Linked DNA regions of Arachis hypogaea: region 1 is linked to region 2. Evidence: chromatin contacts called from public Hi-C data. All regions are on one chromosome and are shown on one strand. The core of a region is the stretch at or near the end of the contact, and the rest is flanking DNA. Distances in the headings are between cores, read along the strand shown.

What was found. A called contact is a pair of places that touch in the nucleus more often than the background predicts.
Region 1: a contact with region 2 is called in a Hi-C map of leaf, with 5 times the contacts expected there. The contact joins the promoter of LOC112802786 here to the promoter of LOC112802770 in region 2. A contact is called at or near these places in 2 of 8 Hi-C or Micro-C datasets (both in leaf).

The regions. Positions count from the first base shown.
Region 1 is chr1:39,728,740-39,733,011 of arahy.Tifrunner.gnm2.J5K5, reverse strand. It overlaps LOC112802786, which reads left to right and starts at 2,153. Exons shown (of 3, transcript XM_025846136.3): 1 at 2,153-2,419; 2 at 2,545-3,602. The coding sequence starts at 2,872. It overlaps LOC112802799, which reads left to right. Exons shown (of 15, transcript XR_011862801.1): 15 at 1-302.
Region 2 is chr1:39,601,150-39,605,113 of arahy.Tifrunner.gnm2.J5K5, reverse strand. It overlaps LOC112802770, which reads left to right and starts at 2,600. Exons shown (of 7, transcript XM_025846113.2): 1 at 2,600-3,230. The coding sequence starts at 3,100.

The DNA.
Region 1 (4,272 bases), core at 904-3,403, 130 kb before region 2:
GATGAATTGTTTGAATGCAGATGTGGAAGTTAATGCATATATTTTTAAAAATGACGGTCGAAGAGGTAAACCTAGGCAACTTAGTGACTTCATTTTTTGATGGTTGAGACACTCGCTCAGTTTGTCCTGGAAGAATTTGAGCTTCACTTTGAAGAATGTGTGAGGTTTAAGGGACATAATGCAAATGTAAAGATTAAAAGATATATATAGAAAATACATTAATTTTGTATCCTTAGAAACATAATCATGTATCTGTTTTTAAATGGAAACGTATACATGTCTTTCTATCTTTCCAAAGTAAACTATCATTTTTATCCAAAAAAAATTAAAACGCTTATAAATTTACTCACGAAGGAAATTAACGCCTATATAGTTTGGTAGGTTTTGTATAAAGTTAGTTTCGTTCATTTATAGGTATATTTTTTACGTTTGAATTTTTGTGGAGTTAAACTTTAAAGAAGTCTCTGAAATTGGCTGTTTGTATCGAAGAGATTTCCAAGGTTCCAAATACACTATAAAGATCTTCAAGATTGAAAAATTGTACCATGTTGGTCTACACCTCTTTCTGTCTAATTACTCTTTACACTATGAGTGACTTAATACATCTCTTTAATGTACGAAGAGAAGATGTCACTTTATTTTTGCTGCTAAATGGTTGATGAAACGACATCGTTTAACCTTACTAATCATACATTTTTTCGTGGGACATAAGATATTTTGTTGTTTATTAGGGTTAAACGATATCGTTTCAACAAAATGTCTTATGTCCCACGAAAAAATGTATGATTAATAAGGTTAAACGATGTCGTTTCATCAAGCATTTGGTGTCAAAACTAAAATGACGTCATTTCGTCTAGTCTAGCGTGGAATGGTATATGTCGCGTCACTCGCAGTGTGACTAATAATTCGATAGAAAGAGAGTGAGGAATTAACGTGGTGTAATATTTTCAGGCAATTACTCAAGTAAAGATGGCAAAAATATCTTTTTTATGAAGATGTTTTGTTAAAAAATGTGACTTATTTATTTAGCTAAATTTTAAACAAAGACAATACTTTTATAACATATCAAAATTTAACCATACAATCTATTATCTAAGAGTTAAAAGCAAACATTTTCATATGAAGACAATTATAAAGTCTTCATAGTAGTATCTACCATATTTTTAATTTTAGGAATATTTATGGTGCAATTGAAATCTCAAACTTTTTTGATACAAAATTTTTAAGAATCACTTTTAGACTTAACTCAATATTTACGATTAAAAATAATAGTTTATTCTTTTGATATAAAATTAGGAGGGAGTGCGATCTTTTGGTGATGGTTTTGTTTACATTCTATCAATGTTCTCAAAATTGGATTGAACCGGCCGGTTGAACTAATTGAACTTAAAATCAGTAGCTAATTTGATTTGTTGATATACAAAAATGCCTATTTTAAAAAACAGAGTTGAACCAAAATTATTTAGTTTTTTTTTTTTTAAAAAAAACCTAAAACCTAAAGCCTAAAACAGAAATTTTTTCAATAATAAAATAAAAAAAATTTATATTTCCCTAAACATGATTTTTAGACTTTAATTTCCAATTTTTTTTTGGGCATTTAAGCAAGTTCACCAGACCCGACGAACTCTATAAAATTTAGCAAGTTCGCCTAATTCTCCGGCAAGCTCTATAAATTTTATAGAGTTTCCCTAACCTCCGACAAACTCTCTTTTAAGTTTTTTTGAATTTCAAATTTTTAATCTATTATCATCATCTCCAAATAGTATATAGAGCTGATAATCTGAAGTTGAATCATCCATTATTTTCAAAACGATTTCAGAGCTTAATTTCAGAAACAATGGAAACAAAAAAAGAAGAAAGAGAACAGAAAGAGAAACTTACGTAAACGGCGAAGGAGAAGAAAGAGAGAAACGCACGAAAGAGATTACAGAAGGAATTCAAAAAAGAAAACGAAATCTTTTAAAAAAAGAAAGTTATATATTTGTGCGTTGATTGATTAAAAAATCTGTTAAGGAAGTGCGTGAAACATACATGTCATAAGAGATGCATTTTAGGGATTAAAAATTTTTAGGACTTGTATGGCTTGTATAGTGAAAAGGCTTGTACATGAAAATTAATCCTTTAAAACAACCCAAAATAAAAAAGGAAAACAATATATACCCTAATTTCCTCTTTGCTCCTTCACTTTTCAGCATCAAACAATTCAAACTCAGAAACAACTAAATAAGAGAAAACAAACACCAAAGAGACCCAAGCCATCATCCCCCAACTCTATAGTTGCCGTCCCCTTCTGTCCGTGTTGGCCAAGCAACTTCTTACCCTCCTCGCCGTGATGCGCGTAGTTCTTGCCTATTACGGTGCTTCTCGCGGTCTTTCTGTGTTGCTTTGTTTCTCTCCGTTCTCGCCGAAATTCTCGTAGGTGAGTCCTCTCTTTGCTGTGTTCTTGCTGCGTTGTATTCGTTTGTTAATTTGCTTAATTAAGTTCTTAATTTTTTTGTTCTTGTTCTTCCGGCGTTGAATTTTTTTTCACCTTCCATCTCCTAGGTTGCAGGAAGCCACATGGAGAGGCGACACAAATTGAAGACAGAGAAGAAGGATCATATTGATTTGGCATAGGTTACTTTGTACTATCACTATTTAGCCCCTTACAGTATCGTCTTAGGGTTTTCAGAATTCCCAATTACACCCGCTGACACACAACGTGTTCCAAACTAAATTCACAACAAAGTATTGCAAATTTGTTATCAATATCGTATCTCTCGCTGGGAAAATCGAAAGAGGCCTATCATCAAGCTCATAGTTCATCGATATTACAAATTTTACACCCAATAATCTGCAACCTTGGCAAGCTAAATCGTTAAGCCACCGAAAATGGGAGGCCATGGCGGCCTCAACATTCTCCCGCAGAAGCGGTGGAACGTCTACAACTACGAGAACAGGGAAAAGGTCCGCCGCGACGAGGAGCAAGCCGCCAGAGACGAGCAGATCAAGCGCGATGAGGTCAGAAAGCGCGACGCCGAGCTCCGCCTCGAGCGCCTCCGCACCGCCAAGGGTTTGGCTCCTCTCGTTAAGGCCAAGGCAGAGGAAGAGAAGGAGGAGGAAGAAGAAGAAGAACCGGAATTGAAGAATTCGGGTGACAACAGACACATTAACTTGTTCGAGGGAATTAAGATTTTCGATCCTGTACGAGAAACCGAGAAGAGGAAGGAGTTGTTAGGGGAAAGGGAAGGGTGGAAGAAGGAGAAGAGGATGAAGAAAGAAGAAGGAAAGTCCTCGGGGGTGGTGGTGGGTCCCGAGGATGAGAAGTATAGGTTAGGGTATGGGGTAGCAGGGAAGGGTGTGAAGATGCCTTGGTATCTTGAGAAGCGTAATGGCGACGATAAGAAGGGCGATGGGGATGATGGTGATGGGGAAGTGAAGAATGAGAACAAGAAGAAGAATGGGAGGAAGACTTTGGAGGAGTTGAGGGAAGAGAGGTTGAAGAGGGAGAAGCACGAGAAGGAGCGGGAGAGGGCGTTGACCGGGGAGAAGGGCCGCAGCAGCAGCAGCCATAGTGAGCGCCGCAGCGATAGAGATGTGTATGGGAACAAGAAGTTTAACAGGTGATCACATATTGACCATGTATTTAATGTTATGCATTTGGCAATTTTGTGTGAAGCTCTTTTAAATGATAAATGCTCTTGGTATGTCTACTACGACAAGCTTAGAAATTCAATGCTGTGTAAAAAGTTGTTGATTCAGTAATCTTGTAACATAAAAGAATAATGTAACGAATCAAAAATCAAAATTGGCTTGGTTTTCTTTCATCAAGTAATCTCGTAATTCTAAATGTCGAAATACAGTTAGGATCATATATTTCTAAAATAAAGTTACAAAATTAGCAGAGATATATGCCCCCCATTCAAATTTTGTATCTGACTTGCAACTGTTTTCTTGCTTGATCGTGCACAAGGTTCTTACTTCTGGGGTCTCACTATTGTAAAACATATTATGAATATGACATTGTCTATTTGAGTTTTTCAGGAAGTAATTCAGAATATGGCTGAGATCCTCAGTCCATCTTATTTAACCTAGGGTTTTTTTTTTCAATCTTCTGATTGGTTGCTGTTTCACTGGTCACTATTTGAATGGTGTCATTTTTTTTCTAATATTGATTTATTGAATTGCTCCACATCTAAATATGATACTTAACATTAGAATTCATAATTTTAATAATTTTTAACTTACCCTTTGGACTTTTCCTTTCCAAAGTATATAGTCAGAGATATAACT
Region 2 (3,964 bases), core at 1,351-3,850:
CATTATTGCTGATAGGTGGAAATGGAAATGTCGTCGTTTGCGGCGATCCTTCCCTCTTTAAATTAAAAAAATTCTCTTATCCTCCCTATGTCTCTTTATTTACACAGAAATCCAAATAAACCATCAAATCTTTCTTAAAAAATTTGTGACTTTCGTGAAGATTTTGGTCTCTGTAGACCAAAGGAGGAAGAAAGTTTTTAATGGTTCTCATTTAAGAAGGTTGTTGTTTTTTTTTTTTGTATGGTTCCAATAGTTTTAAAATTTTTTTGTGCTTGTTTAAAAGTGTGTAAGCAAGTGATGATTTTTTTATGGTTGAAAACTCTGTATAAACTATTAAATTATTGTATATGTCTTCACTTTTTAGGTGTATGAATTTTTTTAATGTTTTTAGTTACTTGTTTTGGAAGTGAGTTAATATAAACTCTAATTTTTTCTTTGTTCTTTCTTGTTCCTATATTTCACCATAGGGTGAGTTTGTTAAGAAAGGCAATGTTGTGAAGTTCTTTGATTTAGACCATTTAAACTTCTTTAATTTTAAAGCATTGTTCAAGAGTTTGAGATACCATGATTACAAGTCAATTTTGTGGTTTGACCCAATGCAATTAATTTTAAATTTTGATTGCATCCAATAGAAGGACATGCTGAGATTAATGAGTCAAGGGAGGATAAGATGACAAATAAGGATGATAATGAGTTTTACATTTTCTATGAACACATTATACTTGATGGTGAAGATGTTATTGCATGTGATGAATCTAGTAACCCTCTTGTATCAGAAGATGTTATTGATGATGATAGGTATGAAAGAAGAAGATGAGCCATACAAGCCCCTACCACTTAGATTAGAAAATGATGATATTGATGTAAATGATCATACAGCAAAAGTGAGAAAGGTGTATCCAAAATGAACGGTCACTAGATCAAAAATGAAGGAATCAAATGTGAGATTTGAGGATTTGGGTATTGGCAACAAAGGTGCTATAAAAAAGGATGCTAAGAAGAAGAGTAGTGTAGATGATAATGTTTGTCAAATGAAAGCAACAATTATCCTAAAGTTTGGACATCCCAAGAACAACCGGTTAAAATTTTCCATTGTTTGGAACTTATATATTATTGCATACAATTGGGAGTTACAGTTGGGAGCATACTTGTGGCTAGAACCTCTTCGATATGATATGCATCTCCCCTACTACTCAAGTCACTTCCATCGTTTCCTTCCATTTGTTATTTCGTGCTTGTTGAGTTTTTAGTGCTGTTCATTTTCAACGTGAGATAAGCTTTTAATTGAGTCAAGAGAAGGACTAAATTATCCTCAAGATGTGGTGTAATTTCAATCTTGAACTTAGTTACTATATTTAACGTTACATATTAGCATCATTGTTAATTTGACATTATCAATCAACGGAAGAATTTAACTTGTTCACTATGTGTCATCTTTGAGCATCTATTTGTTATTTTTGTTTTTAGAAACTAATTTGTCCGAAATGTAAATCCTTTCAGAACTTATTTATCACTTTACTCTTTACTTTTTTAAAAAGGAGCATTAATAGCTTCTTCTAAATATTTATAAATGTTATCTTATACACTTCCTTTTAAGATCAGAATTTATCCTTTCTTTTTTATTTTTCAATTTTAACTTATTTATTCAAGTCCTTTGACATCAACTTAAGTCAAAAGGTGATATTTCAAAGATGAAGTTAAATATTTACCCGTTTAAAAATATGAGACTAATTTTTAATTATTGCGACTAATATGCCTAATTAAAATGCTCAAGAAATAATTTTGGGCGTGTGAATTTGAGAGTTTAATTATATTTTTATGGGAATTGCTCTAGTAGTTTTTTAAATTATCCTTTTTTATATACTATCACATAATAAATCTAATTGTATGCATATTTAATACATAAAAATATAAAATAATTTATTTTATATATTTTATTTAAATATAGAATATCATGTTTAAATTAAATTCTAGATAATTATTGCATCATTTATATTTTTCTAAAACTATAAAACATGTGAATCACATTTTAGAATATATTTAATTTAGGTCAGGTTTTAAAAAATTCTTTTTATCAAATTTAAACCGTGTAAATTAATTAAATGTATGATTATTTTGTGTATTAAAGACGTACCAAATAGATTTTTTATATAATATGCAAGAGAAAAGATAATTCACTCTAATTTTAAAAGAATTTTAAAACAATTAAAGATGTCAAATAAACAAACGAGTGGACAAGTTTTCGCCGATTCATTACCTGTGATGAGCAAGAATTAGAAAAACGAATTGTCCCGTATTTTAAACGAGTTAAGAAAATTTTAAACTCGACTCGTCTGAGTGAATGAGTTAGATAAGTCGGTCCATTTAACTCTTTTTTTATTTTTTTTATTTATTTTGTAAAACAAAATTACATCATAATTTTGTAATTTTTTATTTTTTATCCATACAAGTAAAAGAGATTTTGTAATTTAAAAGAAACTTTACATACTAAAAAAGAACAAAAAAAGAAAAACGAGTCAGAAAAAGACAAATTGTGCTCGCTCGACTCAAAATCTTTACTTGTGAGTTATATGAGTTGAACTGACTCACTTCTCTACGAGTTGTGATTTTACTTGTTCGACTTAACTATTTTTATGAGGGATCCTAGTCGCAGCTTTTTTTTTGGTCTCCCGGCAATTGCCATATATTTTTAGCGTGGGAGGGTTTTTTTTTTTTCTTTTTGTATTGGTTGTGTTGCAAGTGTTTTCTTTTTGTTTTTGGTGAAGTAATGAAGTTTGATTTTACTGGTCGTAAACCATCTCAATGCGTGAAGCCCAATCAGATCAAGATCGGTAGGACCAAATTCCGTCTCATCCCAAGCCGAATATAAAATGACCAATACATCTGAAGAGCCCATAAAACTTTCTCATTCTCATCCCATAGCACTATTTAAGTATTTATTCCTCTTCCTTCCTCTCGTTTGTCCTTTTTACTCTTCCTCTTCCGTCATCCGCATCATCTTCTGGCGGTTACTGTACAAAACCAAATCCGTGCATCAGAAGCAGCGACGACCTTAAAACTCCGTCTCAGGAAGCTCGTTGATCCAAGAAAGAACCACAAATGACGACGGCAGCGCGACCTACATGGGCTCCGGCGAAGGGTGGCAACGAACAAGGAGGTACCCGAATTTTCGGTCCCTCACAGAAATACTCTTCCAGGGACATCGCTTCCCACACCACCCTCAAGCCCAGGTACGATTCCTCCCCCCGCCCCGGAAATTAATTTCTCTTGTATTCAATTCTGAATTTTGTGTGATATGTTGAGTAATCGTGTGGATTGAAAAGAGGGTCTAGGGTTTCGTTACGCGTACTCGAAATTTGGGATTGAACATGAATTAGGTTTTCTGTGAAGATTTTAATTGAGAAGTCGCAAGCTGTTGTGTTAGTATGAATCTGCTTTTTAAAGTTAATGACTTCATAGTTTAGGTTGAAAGTTGAAACTCTTTTGTAGTTTTAGATTTGTCGCAAGTGGTATTATTTGTTATGAGAAATTATGGATCCTCCTAATTGGTTATTTACTTATCTATTTTGCTTTGTTGGGTTTTTTATTCCGGCAATCAAATGCAATTGCGAATTCCAAATTTTAAATATCAGTTCCTATTGAAATTTGTTGCTTTGATGGTGGGAAAGTGTTACCTATTACCCTGACTTCTCTTTTTCTTAGATTTTCTGAGAACTTCTCCATGGTTAAGAAAAACAATGATCTCTAGTATGTAGGTTTTATTATAAAATGCTGCAAGATATTCACCCATGTATGGAGAAAAGGAAGCTTCATGCTAGAGCAGCAAAAGTAAACATTTAATAGCAATTTTTGGACTTACAAAAATGATAATTTCTCATTTCTTATATGAAACAAGACTGGAGGTGCAAAATTTTAGGTCCCATTATAGTTTTAGTTCAAATTAGGGATGAAACACACAAACGAT